Linked DNA regions of Triticum aestivum: region 2 is linked to region 1. A link is a contact called in public Hi-C data. All regions are on one chromosome and are shown on one strand. The core of a region is the stretch at or near the end of the contact, and the rest is flanking DNA. Distances in the headings are between cores, read along the strand shown.

The links. A called contact is a pair of places that touch in the nucleus more often than the background predicts.
Region 2: a contact with region 1 is called in a Hi-C map of leaf, with 5 times the contacts expected there. The contact joins the promoter of LOC123131814 here to the promoter of LOC123131761 in region 1. A contact is called at or near these places in 2 of 5 Hi-C or Micro-C datasets (both in leaf).

Annotation. Positions count from the first base shown.
Region 1 is chr1B:461,111,793-461,118,088 of IWGSC CS RefSeq v2.1, reverse strand. LOC123131761 reads right to left here and starts at 2,657. Exons shown (of 1, transcript XM_044551441.1): 1 at 1,675-2,657. The coding sequence starts at 2,274. The coding sequence ends at 1,963. It overlaps LOC123131746 (DUF21 domain-containing protein At4g14240), which reads right to left. Exons shown (of 12, transcript XM_044551423.1): 10 at 5,855-6,218; 11 at 4,408-4,635; 12 at 3,004-3,382. The coding sequence ends at 3,254.
Region 2 is chr1B:462,085,669-462,092,385 of IWGSC CS RefSeq v2.1, reverse strand. It overlaps LOC123131814 (rhomboid-like protein 14, mitochondrial), which reads left to right and starts at 5,138. Exons shown (of 2, transcript XM_044551500.1): 1 at 5,138-5,548. The coding sequence starts at 5,297.

The sequences.
Region 1 (6,296 bases), core at 1,408-3,907:
CTCTGCCAGCATATTCAATGTGTTGACCTACATGGCTGCAACGTCTCATGTTGCAGACTTCTCAGACGACGAACAAGGTGCGATAGGTCGTTGTCGTGCACTCAACTATGTCGTTGGAGTTGATGGACTCATTTACCTTCGAATCTTCCACAGTTATTTAGTTTAGATGGCCTTCAACCATTCTATTTTGTGTAATATATACTCTTTTGAGGACCTCGATGTAATAAGTGTGTGATTGAACTCTGTTATAATTTCTCGAGTACTGTGTGTGTCAGCATACCGTCCAGGGATGACACTTAAGCACAAAGACTTCGGTCCATTGGGATCGTGGTCGCTACATTAGTTACTTTTGTTACTTGTTACCCGTTATGAATTACCTTATCACAAAACTATCTGTTACCGATAATTTCAGTGCTTGCAGAGAATACCTTACTGAAAACCGCTTGTCATTTCCTTCTGCTCCTCGTTGGGTTCGACACTCTTACTTACCGAAAGGACTACGATAGATCCCCTATACTTGTGGGTCATCAAGACTCTTTTCTGACGCTGTTGCCGGGGAGTGAAGCGCCTTTGGTAAGTGGAATTTGGTAAGGAAACCTTTATATAGTGTGCTAAAATTTACTATCACTTGTTACTATGGAAAATAATCCTTTGAGGGGCTTGTTCAGGGTATCTTCACCCCGACAAGAAGTGCAAAGAGTTGCTCCTCAACCTACTGAACTTACTGAAAATATTTACTTTTGAAATTCCTTCGGGTATGATAGAGAAACTGCTAGCTAATCCCTATACAGGAGATGGAACATCACATCCCGATATGCACCTAATCTATGTGGATGAAGTTTGTGGATTATTTAAGCTTGCAGGTATGCCCGAGGATGTTGTCAAGAAGAAAATCTTCCCTTTATCTTTGAAGGGAAAGTCATTGACATGGTATAGGCTGTGTGATGATATTGGATCATGGAACTACAACCGATTGAAACTGGAATTTCATCAGAAGTTTTATCCTATGCATCTGGCTCATCGTGATCGAAATTATATATATAATTTTTGGCCTCGTGAAGGAGAAAGTATCGCTCAAGTTTGGGGGAGACTTAAGTCAATGTTATATTCATGCCCCAATCATGAGCTCTCAAGAGAAATTATTATTCAAAAAATTTATGCTTGGCTTTCTCATAAGGCTAGTCATAGTGGGAGTAACATAAGTAGTAACATAGATGCCACATAAGCAAAAAAGATGACGTGTCATGTAATTAAAGAGGAGAGAGACAAATAGAGTAACATAATATGTTACCATCACATAGCGGTTTCCAATACAAAATGAGTCTACAAAGCAATAAATGAAGATATGCATGTTACTACACCTATAACACTTACCACTATGAAGGTGGTAACATGGACTAGTAACATATGTATCTTACTAGTCTAAGTTACTCCTCACTATGACTAGCCTAATGATCGTTCTATACTCAATATTTCTTGTACTCATTCTTTTATGATGAAGACTATTCAATTCAAATGAGATTTATTTGAAATAATTAAATGCAACTCTGAAGATTGGGAACTTGGCGAAGGTAAGGAGTCAGGTATAACCCATAAGTTTGATTGTGTAAATAAGTTCGCGGACGGCTGTGGAAGAAAATTTGCGGGTTGCCGTTGAAGATGCCCTAATAACCATAGATAACAAAGATATCATTTTTGTCAAAAAAAAAAAGCAAAGATGTTTACAAGAGGCCCCCGCCTATAACAAGTGAAAGATTAGGTCAGCAGTGCACCCACCAAAACTCACACGCTAATCTACTCCCACCTGTCTGGCTGTCCTCCAAAGATTAAACTCAGCCAGGATATTACAAACAGGCTAAATTGCAACTTTCCCAGCTTTATCGTCGATATCTTGTTCAGTGAGGTTGGCTACCCCAGAATCCACGAACTGCTCTAAAACATCAGTTGAGGACGACGCAATCACTACGACGACGATTCCACGAAACAAACACAACCAGTGTCGGACTCGGCATCAGATGCCTCCCGTCCGACGACCATGCCTCCGCCACCGGCCGCCGCGCGGCCGTCCCGTCTCTTCCTGGCCCCCAACCAGCGCCGCCGCCGCCGAGCCTCCACCTCCAAGGCGCGCTGCTTCCGGCCCCGCTGCTGCAGGACCTTGCCGCACGAGTCGCAGGAGACGAACTCGCCCTCCATCCTGACGCGGCGGAGGCCGCCGCAGTGGCCGCACGCCATGAGGGCGCCCGTGGCCGCCACGTACCGCCCAGACATCGTCATCTCTGCTCCGCACAGAGGCGCGCGCGTCGGGGGCGCCGCTGGTTTGGGGGTCGACCGGCCGGGTTCGTCAGCGCATCCTTGTGCTCGATTGCTCGGCTCCCGTTTCGTGGATTATGGTAGCGTATATGTAAGGCGAGGCCCGGAACCGAGTCGGATCGGAAACCCGACGCGCTTTAGTTGCAGGTATCTTGGCAGCCAAGTTCATTCTTTTCTTAGAAAGACCAGAGTGGAAGGAAGGATCGAGATATAGGAAGAGTAGAGCACACGTAACCTATGCAGCGTAGGAAGACAAACGTTGTTTTATCCGGAAAGGGGTGGTGGAAGCCTTGGCATACGCAAGGCCATGTCGGTCTGGACTTCACTTCCACTCGGACCGCTCGTATTTTCCAGCAAGCATGAAAATCGCACGCAATATTTTCTCCAGTACAACGTCTCAACCCCACATTTTCTTTAACACAATACAGATGCAAACGCTTATAAATATGCGCATACATTCACCCATATGAACGCGCGCACACACACACACACTATGAGCACCTCCAAGACACTAAGCCGGCATATCATCTTAAGATTTACGGAACAAACTCCATTTAAAAAAAAACTGATGCTAACAAAATGTTGTAAAATGCTCGTACATGAGCCGGGATTTTGTTGACTACACCAATAGTCAATTTGAAGTCAGGCACAGCGTGTAGGCATTCCACCTTATAATATTCCACGTGCTCGACATTCAGAAAGTCTGCGGGACCATCTAATTTATCATTTGCACTAGTTCCAAGTCTACGATTCCCAAATGTCAGTAGTTGCTACCGTCCCAGTGATGAAACTCAACGCTGACATAGTGACATTCATGACAAGGTTCAAATTGCTACTGTTGAAATTTACAGCGAGCAAACTCGTATTTACTCTCACTGGATATAGCAACATCACAACATGCTTCCATGCGCCCCGTCGCTCTATTTATGCGATACATCTACAATTACCTCCTATTTTCCAGCAGAGGTTCGACAAGGTTCACCTGCTTTGATGGGTTTGAATCACCTTCAGTAGCAGGCTTTTTCAAAATTCCAGCAGGCTGTCCAGCCTGCCCTTGCCGGCTCTGTGCTCCCTGCAATGAAAGCTAATTTAACATCTTTTGGCCTTCGCAGAAGATGGATCATCGGAATAGCAATTATAGAGAGAAGGAATAGGGTGAGACACCATCATGTAACTGTGAACTGTGATTCATGAGTTAAATGTCAGTAGGAACCTTTCCTACTGTCTTTGAAGGTTCAAAAAAAAAATATAGCAATTATCATAGAAGCAAGACTAAAGGTTATATTATTTTTTATAAAGATAAGACTAAATTGCAGTCTATTTAGCAAAGAATGTGTTTTATGCGCAACAATATAAGTTCGAGTAAGACTGACTTCTACAGATTTTGGCAACTCCAACTTAACAGTTCATATATCACAAAGGCTTACGAAATAACTTTCACCAAACATTCAGTGTAACCAGGAAAAGAATGCCCAACGAGCATATGGGTAAAGAATTGAAGAAGATTAACATTGCCAACAGAAATTTATATTAAATTTAACTTTGTATGCTATAATTTGCTTTTGGAAGATGCAGCATTTTGTAGAGGTAGACTCCTAAAGAATCGCCACAACTCAGATGCTAGCTAGAAGCCTATAGAAAACTGAACTCGAAAGTGAAAACAACGAAAACACAAAGGATCCACTTTGGGCATTGAACTTCGCCTCAACTCCACCTTTGGTCCTAAACTTATCAACCGTCTGAAACAGACCTTAAAAACCAAAACTGTCTGCTTTAGCCCCTTGACCAATTCTGAGGCCATTTAGAATGGGGATGGTGCATATTGTACAAAAAAAGATGATCAAAAACTGAACAAGAAGACCAAGATTATAGTCATCTCTTGTTTCATAAGTATACCGTTTTAGTACTTCTGTTGTTGAAGTGCACATATAATCATATTTCAACCAGTTTCCTACACGTAATAATATTTTACCATGTACTAGTATCAGGATTTGTTCAAAGGCACATGTACTCATATATAAATGAGAGTAGATGGAGAAGGGAGGAGAGGACTCCCACCAACACTTCCGCACATGGTAAGTAAAAAATGGCACTTACGGAAGCCTTTTGAGCAGTTAATCTTCTAACTGATGGAGCCCTTGCAACTGATGACGCGGCAGCAGCAGCAGCTACCCGGATCCTGTAAGGAATATAATTCATTTTTGTGCATATAATATACTCAGCAGAAGTTGAAGAATGCAGCTTGTAGCAAGCAGTTCCTTTAAAGATGAGACAATACCTTTTATGAACATCAACATATTCATCGGTTTCATCCACTATCTCTTCCTGCAAAATCAGAAAACTCAAAACGGTGAGAGATTAAAAAGATGTTTGAATCAAAATTACGAACTGCATGAATGCCTCCAATTGGGATGATTATCGTCTTAGAATAGATTTCAAATAACAAATGCTAGGATTTTTTTGCTAAATAGCGAATGAAGCAACCTCCAGAAACTTGATAAGATTCAATTCATCAGACCAAGCAATCTGCGTATAAGTAATGGGTGGTTAGATGGTCAAGAGGCAGAGTATATGCATGACAAAACTGTCTACAGACATCATAATCCTCTAGAGGGTTTTTTCCCTTGAGCCGGGGCAAATGAATTGGCCCGACTGACCATGGGAGTCTTAGTTTGGTCATGGTTGAGTGCTGGTCGTGCTTATTCTAGCTGAAATAGTGGGGTGTGTGGGTGCTGTTATACTCTATAATCATCTAGGGGTAGCAACTCATAATAATAGGGATGTGTGCATCATCGTGATGCAGGGGCCGGGGCTTTCCCGCTTGTCAAATAAAGGCTTTATTCGTAATATCGAGTCAAGAAGATAAGGTAATAAATCTGTTTGGTTTTGTCTTTTCCTGATCCAAACTATACAAGTAAATATCCATGCTCTATGCTTCCTTTCAGACACTCTTAAACTCTGTTTGCCAATAGGTGGAACTCTTTGTGTTGCCCAATCCCCATGTTTCAGTATAAATTATCTAGGACCAATACAAATGATTGTCAGTGTTTGGCTATACACAACGAATACAATAGTTCAGAAGGTACATAAACAGAAGCCGTGATAACTTGAAAGAGGTTCCCAAAATCATCAAATATTTCAGATGATTAAACTGAATCATGTAACTCATCTTGAAAATAGTATCCGTTTTCCTGAGGAAAAACGACAAGAGCTATACCATAGATTGGTTGTTACAAGCCAAAATGAAAGTGCACTTCAAGTGTTGACTAAAAAATCAATTAATTATAATAGACATGGTTCTTAGATCATCTCACAATTTACCAAAACTGTCACATGATACTATATCTCCCTGCTTTCCAGTACAACATCTACAACAGAAAACACAAGAGTAAAACAATGAAATGTTCGGGTGCATACGTTCAATATACTGGATTCAGATTGTGTTTTTTGTACTAATAAACCACATATTCGACCGTCCACGATACAGCAGAAAAACAAAACAATGATACATTCCAAAGAACAAATTAGCCAGCTTACAGCTTACCTGCAAGAGTTCTTCAAATACATCTTCAAGTGTGATGATACCAATGACCTCGCCTTCCTCTATGTCCTCTGATGACCGACCCACTCCACTCAATGGTTTATCATTTTGCTGCACAGAGTGGTGTTTGTTTCCATTAGTCTGCCTGCTATGTGGTGCTTCAATGTCGACAACCACACTTTCCGCCCTTTCTTCAGCACTGGATAGTAAGGGTGCAGTCAGCTGTGTTGCCCCAGCTGCTTCCATGTTTGGTTCAGTTGTGTCGGCTGGAGGATTCTTTGGTCTAGCCTTCACAACAGCAGCCATATGGCTACTCCCTTTCTGAAACTCGTTCAATATGTCATACAGAGGCATGTCCGCCGGAACCCTGAAAAGGTAAATATTGATCAATGATTTCTCAGATTATCTTAGAGGTATCGTACACCAAAGGAGATGGTGAAACTGC
Region 2 (6,717 bases), core at 3,889-6,388, 970 kb before region 1:
AGGTCTGTGGTAAACTACTCACAACTCATCGTAAGGGCCTTGGAGATGATGTAGAGGCCCTCCGTGGTTGATTCCCCCTCCGGCGGAGCGCCGGCGAAGGCTCCAAGATGGGATCTCGCGGATACAGAAGGTTGCGGCGGTGGAAATAGTTTTTCGTGGTTCCCTTGGTTGTTTTTAGGGTACATGGGTATATATAGGAGGAATAAGTAGGTTGGTGGACGCTCGAGGGGCCCACGAGGGTGGGGGGCACGCCCACCTGTAGGGGGCGTGCCGGGCACCCTCGTGGCTGCCTCCTCTTTTGATTGACGTCCACTCCAAGTCCCCTGGATCACGTTTGTTCCAAAAAGGTCGCTCCCGAAGGTTTCATTTCGTTTGGACTTCGTTTGATATTCCTTTTCTTCGAACCACTCAAATAGACAAAAAAAACAGCAATTCGGGCTGGGCCTCCGGTTAGTAGGTTAGTCCCAAAAATGATATAAAAGTGTAAAGTAAAGCCTATAAACATCCAAAACGGGTAATATAATAGCATGGAATAATAAAAAATTATAGATACGTTGGAGACGTATCAAAGATGGACATAGATCATTTCAGAAGAGAAGGAGAGGGGGATAGAAAGAAGCTTCTCCAGCTGTGCATACTCCTTGATGATGAAGATTAGTTTTTAAGTAGCTAGCACTTCATCTTATTAGTTGATGATGACCGAGTAACTAGAGTACTTGAGTGAGCAACTTTTGTGAAGTTTAATTAATATCAACTTATTGAGTTCATGAGCCTCTTTTTTAATGACTATCTATTAAGTAAGTACCTAATGTTGATGAGTATATTGTGTTCAGTAGTATCTATTAAGTAAGTAGCAATGTTGACGAGCAATTCTTTTTAAATACCAAAAAAGCATTTGCTGGCGTTGGACAAGTAGGGACGTCAGAGTTCTGATGAACTTAGTGCTGGCACTGGACTAGTTACACGCCAGCACGATGTACGTTACTGCTGACGTGTCAACCAACGCCACCACTATTTCTTAACAATGGCGCCATATTGGTGGAGTTGGGTGTCTGCGTCAGCAAGGCACTATTTGCCACGCCATAGCTAGGCTTTTTTCCACTTGTGTCTCGATGGGTGCATCTGGTTTGCCGTGGTCTGGATGGTCGGCTCCGGCAGTGTGTGGAGTCTGTGATGGCATGGTCATCTTTGGTTGGCTGTGGCACGACGGTGGAGGGCAGCAGAAGCACACTTGACATGTGAAGTGTATCAGGCAAGCCTTGTTTGTCCTCCTCTCGAGATCGGAGCGGCACATGTCCGCCTCTCTTCGGATATGCCTTCCCTCTCTGGTGTCGATGGGGTTGAAGAACATGGTTGTCGCGGACATGCCGATGCGGGTGCTCCTGTGTGGTTGTAGTGAAGCCAAAGTCACCGGGTCACGAGTGAGATGGATGATGTACGATGACACTGCAATGTGTTGTGATGTGCTTTGCTCAGTCATGTTTAGTTTCTCCGGAATTTTTGTCTCTGTACTAATAGGGCAAGTGTGTTTAATTCTTATCTTCTTAATTACAAAAGTAGTTTCACCTTTTATAACTGCTGCCACCATAAAGAAGTTGCAATGTTTTTGGTTCCATTCTACAATTATCCTTTGATCTGAGTTCCTATGATATTTGAAGTTTCTGCCTTGAGTGATGTGTAAGTTCAACAAAGCCTCTCTGAATTGATGTTGATCCTTGAAACACATCTTTAGACATAATTGCTCATGCGGTGCCTCCATTTTCTCATTGTACCATTTTCTAGGAGGCCTCTGCTTTGCCCTGCTCTTCCTTTTCTTTGGCAGCACAAATGACAATGGCTCAAAACCATCATCATCAGCCTCCTTCAACAATCCTTTCACTTCTTCATCAGATGAAGGTTTGAAATCAGGTTCCTCCTCTTGTACTACACTTGAATGTGTCCTTGTTGTAGGCCCTTTCCTAACTGGAAGCTTCTGTTTCTTCTTCTTCTTCTTCTTCTCTTCATGTACAATTACAGTTTCCTCATCCTGTGAAACAACTTTGTCGTCTTCATCCATTTGAAAAGGTTCCTCAACCTCTGTGTCACCCTCATAATGCACCACTTCTTCCTCCTCAGATTCTTCATCATCTGTTTCTTCCTCTTCTATTTCATCATACTCTCTCTGTTTCTTTCCCTCATCCATCTCTGTGTCATCAGCATCACCCATATAAAAAGGGTTTACATCACTGTCATCTTCACCTTCACAATCAAAACCACCACTGCCATCATATCCTTCTTCTTCTTCTATTTCCAAAACAGCTTTCAGTTTTCCTTTTACATTCTTGCTCTCTTGTGTGCAAACACCAGTACCATGAGCTACACTGTAGCTGCTACTCTGACTTTCAAAGGCAACTCCTTCTTGATCAACAACATAGATGGGTGGCTCACTGAGATCATATAACACAGGTTCTTCATACACAAGAGTGGATAGTTCTTGCCTCTCAAACTGGCTGCAAGGAGGTGGACATGCCCTCACTAGCAAATTTATAACCTTACACTCCTCAACCCCGCCTCTTTACTAATTGCAACTCAGCCTTACTCTCTACCATCTCCAATCCTTTCTCCCCTAAATCTGAATTCTCAATGTGAAACAGCAGATCATATTCACTAAATCCTTGGGTTTCCATCACTGCAATCATATTCAGATATGTTACATGTGAACTGCAGAGCTTCAGCTCAAACATTTCTGAAGCATCAAAATGGAACCTAACATCCAAAATGTCATCATACAAACTGCAAAATGAAATAAAAGACAAAAATGGTTAACAATAAACAATTTTACTTAACAGATAGGCTAACATATAAACAAAGCTTTGTTTAAGTTAACATATAAACAAAGCTTTGTTTAAGTTAACATATAAACAAATTAACATATAAACAAAGCTTTGTTTAAGTTAACATATAAACAAGTTAACATATAAACAAAGCTTTGTTTAAGTTAACATATAAACAAAGCTTTTATTTACCCTTACAATATGAATAAACTAAACAATTGCTACAAAATCAAACAATGTAAACAACTATCTCAATGCAACCCTAATTACAGAATGGGTAGTTAACTCACAGCAAACTGATGTTTTGTATTTTCAGATAAGTAGTTAACATAATTGTCCACTAATGGTGCTCTGCTCTAGTTAGGACTCATTTAATCCACTATGCTTCTCTGCTCTGCTCTGCTCTAGTTAGGTAACACCTAATGCTGCTCTGACAATTTGGACTAAGAAATAACAATGTAATCCACTAATGTTGCTCTCCTCTGCTCTAGTTAGGTAACACATAATGCTGCTCTGCTCTAGTTAGGACTCATGTAATCCACTATAATTCTCTGCTCTAGTTAGGACTAGCAATTAGAGTGCTAAACATGCAGGCAGTAAACCCTAACCCTAATCCCCAATTTCAGTTAGCAAGAATGGAACAGTGGAGCACTTACAGAACACCACTGAAGCCATGAGTCCAGTGATGGGCGGTGCAGTTTCGCAAACCCGACAGATGTACAATAGGCCACTACTAGGCGCCGGTGCGCCGGCCGAATTTCGGCCGGTCAGCGCGCACCCGTACGATTGCAGTTTCATCTGCCGTTGGATCTGGGCCTTTTTTTCCTTCCTCGTCTCGCACATCATGCCAGAACAAAAAAATAGAAATCTCCGGCGCACCCGGCCCGCTCGCGCAGCCCGCCATGGCCGCGCGTGCCGCTGATTCGAAGCACCGTCGGCTCGCCGTCCCCGCAGCACTGGTCCTTGCTGGATCTGGCAGGACACCATCGCTGCACCGAGCCGTCGCCATGTAGCAAAACAATTAACCGGTTGTCGCAAAAAATAACACCGATGCAGCAAAATTATGATGTCGGTTCTAGCAAAATCGGCCTCCAGTTGCATCCTTTCAGTGAAAGTTCATCGTTGTCGCCGTTTGTAGATGGGGTAGTAGCTAACAAAAACACCAGTTCCAACAAAAAAAACTGCTGGTTCGAGCAAAAAATGTATCCAGCAGAAAAAAAAACAAAAAAAGGGATGGTAGCAAAACTCAACTACACTGGTAGCAAAAAACAGAGACAGTGGTAGCAAAAAATAAAGACAGTGGTAGCAAATTTGGAGTGGTTCAGAGGTAAAAAAGATGCATCCGGCAAAAAAAGTCGAAAGACGGGGTAGTAGCAAAAACGGAGACGGTGGTAGCACAAATCAAAGACTCTCATAACAAAAAAATAGAGTGGTTCTAGTAGAAAGATGGATCCAGCAAAAAAACCAAAGATGGGTGCCAAAAATCAAAAAAAGGACGGTGGTAGCAAAAAAAACGATGGTAGCAAAAAAAACGATGGTAGCAAAAATTTGGCATGGTTGTAGCAAAAAAGCACTTCCAAAAATGTGGATCCTAGCAAAAAATGTTGCTGCTCCCAGCAAAAACAAAAGGCGGTTGTAACAAAAAATTGCCAATTGCAGCACCCGCCGAGGCCGATTCCAGCATCTCGTTTGCTCATGCAAGACGTAACTACCGGCCCATCACCCGATGGAGGACGGCGCACGCCGGAGCAGCGCAGAGCAGGTGGAGGCGGCTGCTCGCTAGAATAGAGCGGGGCAAGTGAGAGCCTTACGCTCGTCGGAGCAGCATGGGGCAAGGGATGGGGTTGTGCTCGTCGAGCAGCGCGGGAGGTGGTGGAGGTGGTCGCTCGCCGGAGCAGCCTGATCTGTGTTTGGTTTGTGATTTGGAGGAAAAGAAGATGTGTGGCGTTGACGGGAAGAAAGAGATAAAGGAGATACGAAAGCGGTTTGTGGGGCCCACTAGTGACGCGTGGGAGAGAAAGGTGCGAGGGGTGTGGGGACGACGCTGCGTACGCAGGCCATGTGGGCGAGGGACCGGCGTAACACGCAGCCGGTCGACCGGCTGCGAACGTTTCCCTGTACAATATGATCGAAATTAACTAAATTTTGCTAAACCGTAAAATATGATGGAAATTAACTAAACCGTTAAAGCATCAATCGAAACCTTACTATAGTTTATGAATTAACCTATTAAATAGGGCAACAAAACTATTCGCAAAATGATTGACAAGACGAGGCGAAACATTGCTCGGGAGTTATCTGGAAGTTTCGCGGCATACTTGCGACCGAAGAAAGAAACACATCTTCAGAAACAAAAGGAAACTAGAGATTTCGAGCGCGAGAGAGAAGAAAAAACAGGAAAGGAATTGGGGGCAGCGAGTTGCGTGCGCCCTGCCTCCTCGGTGCCAGTCAGTGTTCGGTTGGTGGTCCCCCAGTTCTAGGGGATGGGGGCGGGCATGAGCGGTGGCCGGCGGCGGGGCGCCGGCGGCGGCTGGGGCAGCGGCCCGTCCAGCGGGATGCTGCCGCTTCTGGCCCTGCAGGTGATTCTCGAGTACGGCCGCGCCGGCGCCAGTCGCCCGCCCGTGACGGCGGCGCTCATCGCCGCCAACGCGCTTGTGTACCTCCGCCCGGGCGCCCTCGACGCGTTCCTCCCGCCGCTCTCCCGCGTCGCCTTCAACCCGCATCTCATCATCCAGGTACGCACACTGTGGATTATGGCCGAGTCATGTTGCGCTGGTAGAAGAAATCGTATCGCACATGGAAAACCAACATTTGTTCTCTGTTCTAGACTAGGGCTACAGGATTGAGAAGTTTAGGAGCGCGATATGTTCCCAGTACTGATTGTGCTGTGTCGAACAGGATGCGGGGCTATTGGCGGTGGTTTCCGGTAGTATTTTGTGTAGGGTTTGTATTGTAAAAAGGGGGATGGAGTGGCGGAGCTAAGAACAGAGGGCAGGCTAGTGTGTGGGTGGGGGACTGGGTGCTACTAATAGATGAGATAAAGAAGAGCTGCAGCCCTAAGCATTGAAAGAACTAAATTGCACTTTTAGACGTAATTTACAAAATCACTGGTAAAAAGACCGTTCCAACTGAAACTAGTTAAAAGGAAAGAATCTCCTATGCAGCAACCTTAAGAACATGAATTTATAGAAAATAATACCCTTCCTGACACGATGGAGTTTGTGACCTCGATGTCTTCTGCAGCCGATTAGTGATGGGCTGATGGCAACTTAACAGGGATTGGACCTCTAATGGACCCCTTTAAAATGCCTAGGGTTAATTCTGCTGTTCTCCAGTAGCCGAGTGTAACTGGAAGATGCTGACAAGATGAAGAACCCTGGGTGCATTTTATTCTATGCCACCCTTAAGAGTATCTGAACCTTAAGGTGTTTACAAATGCACTAAACACTAGTTGGGTGTCACCCGTTCCTAATCACCGACCAGGCTAGCTGAGACAGGATAATTTTGCATCAAGGCCGAGGGGAAAGGGTGTCACCTGGCGCACCGTCTTAACTATGATATCCTATGATATATCCAGATCAAATATTCCTAAAGTGCAACTGAGCTGATGTCTCACCTTGGTCGGTAAGTTATAAGTCTGCGTTCTAGTCCTCCTGCTCTGTAGTCTGCTCTGCTTGCCTCTGTTTTCTACTTTTGGGTTGTTTTGCTTTCTTTCTTCTAATAGTCATTAGCCCCTAAAATGTAGAAATGGATGTGATCAGCATTTTAAATCAGTAGAAAAGTAATACTACCTTCTCTTATTTCAAGACAATATTCACAGCCGTTGGACATTTAGTGCCACATACGACCATATTCCATGAGCTGGAGCAGACTTGTAACTTGGGTCCATATAGTTATAGATTAG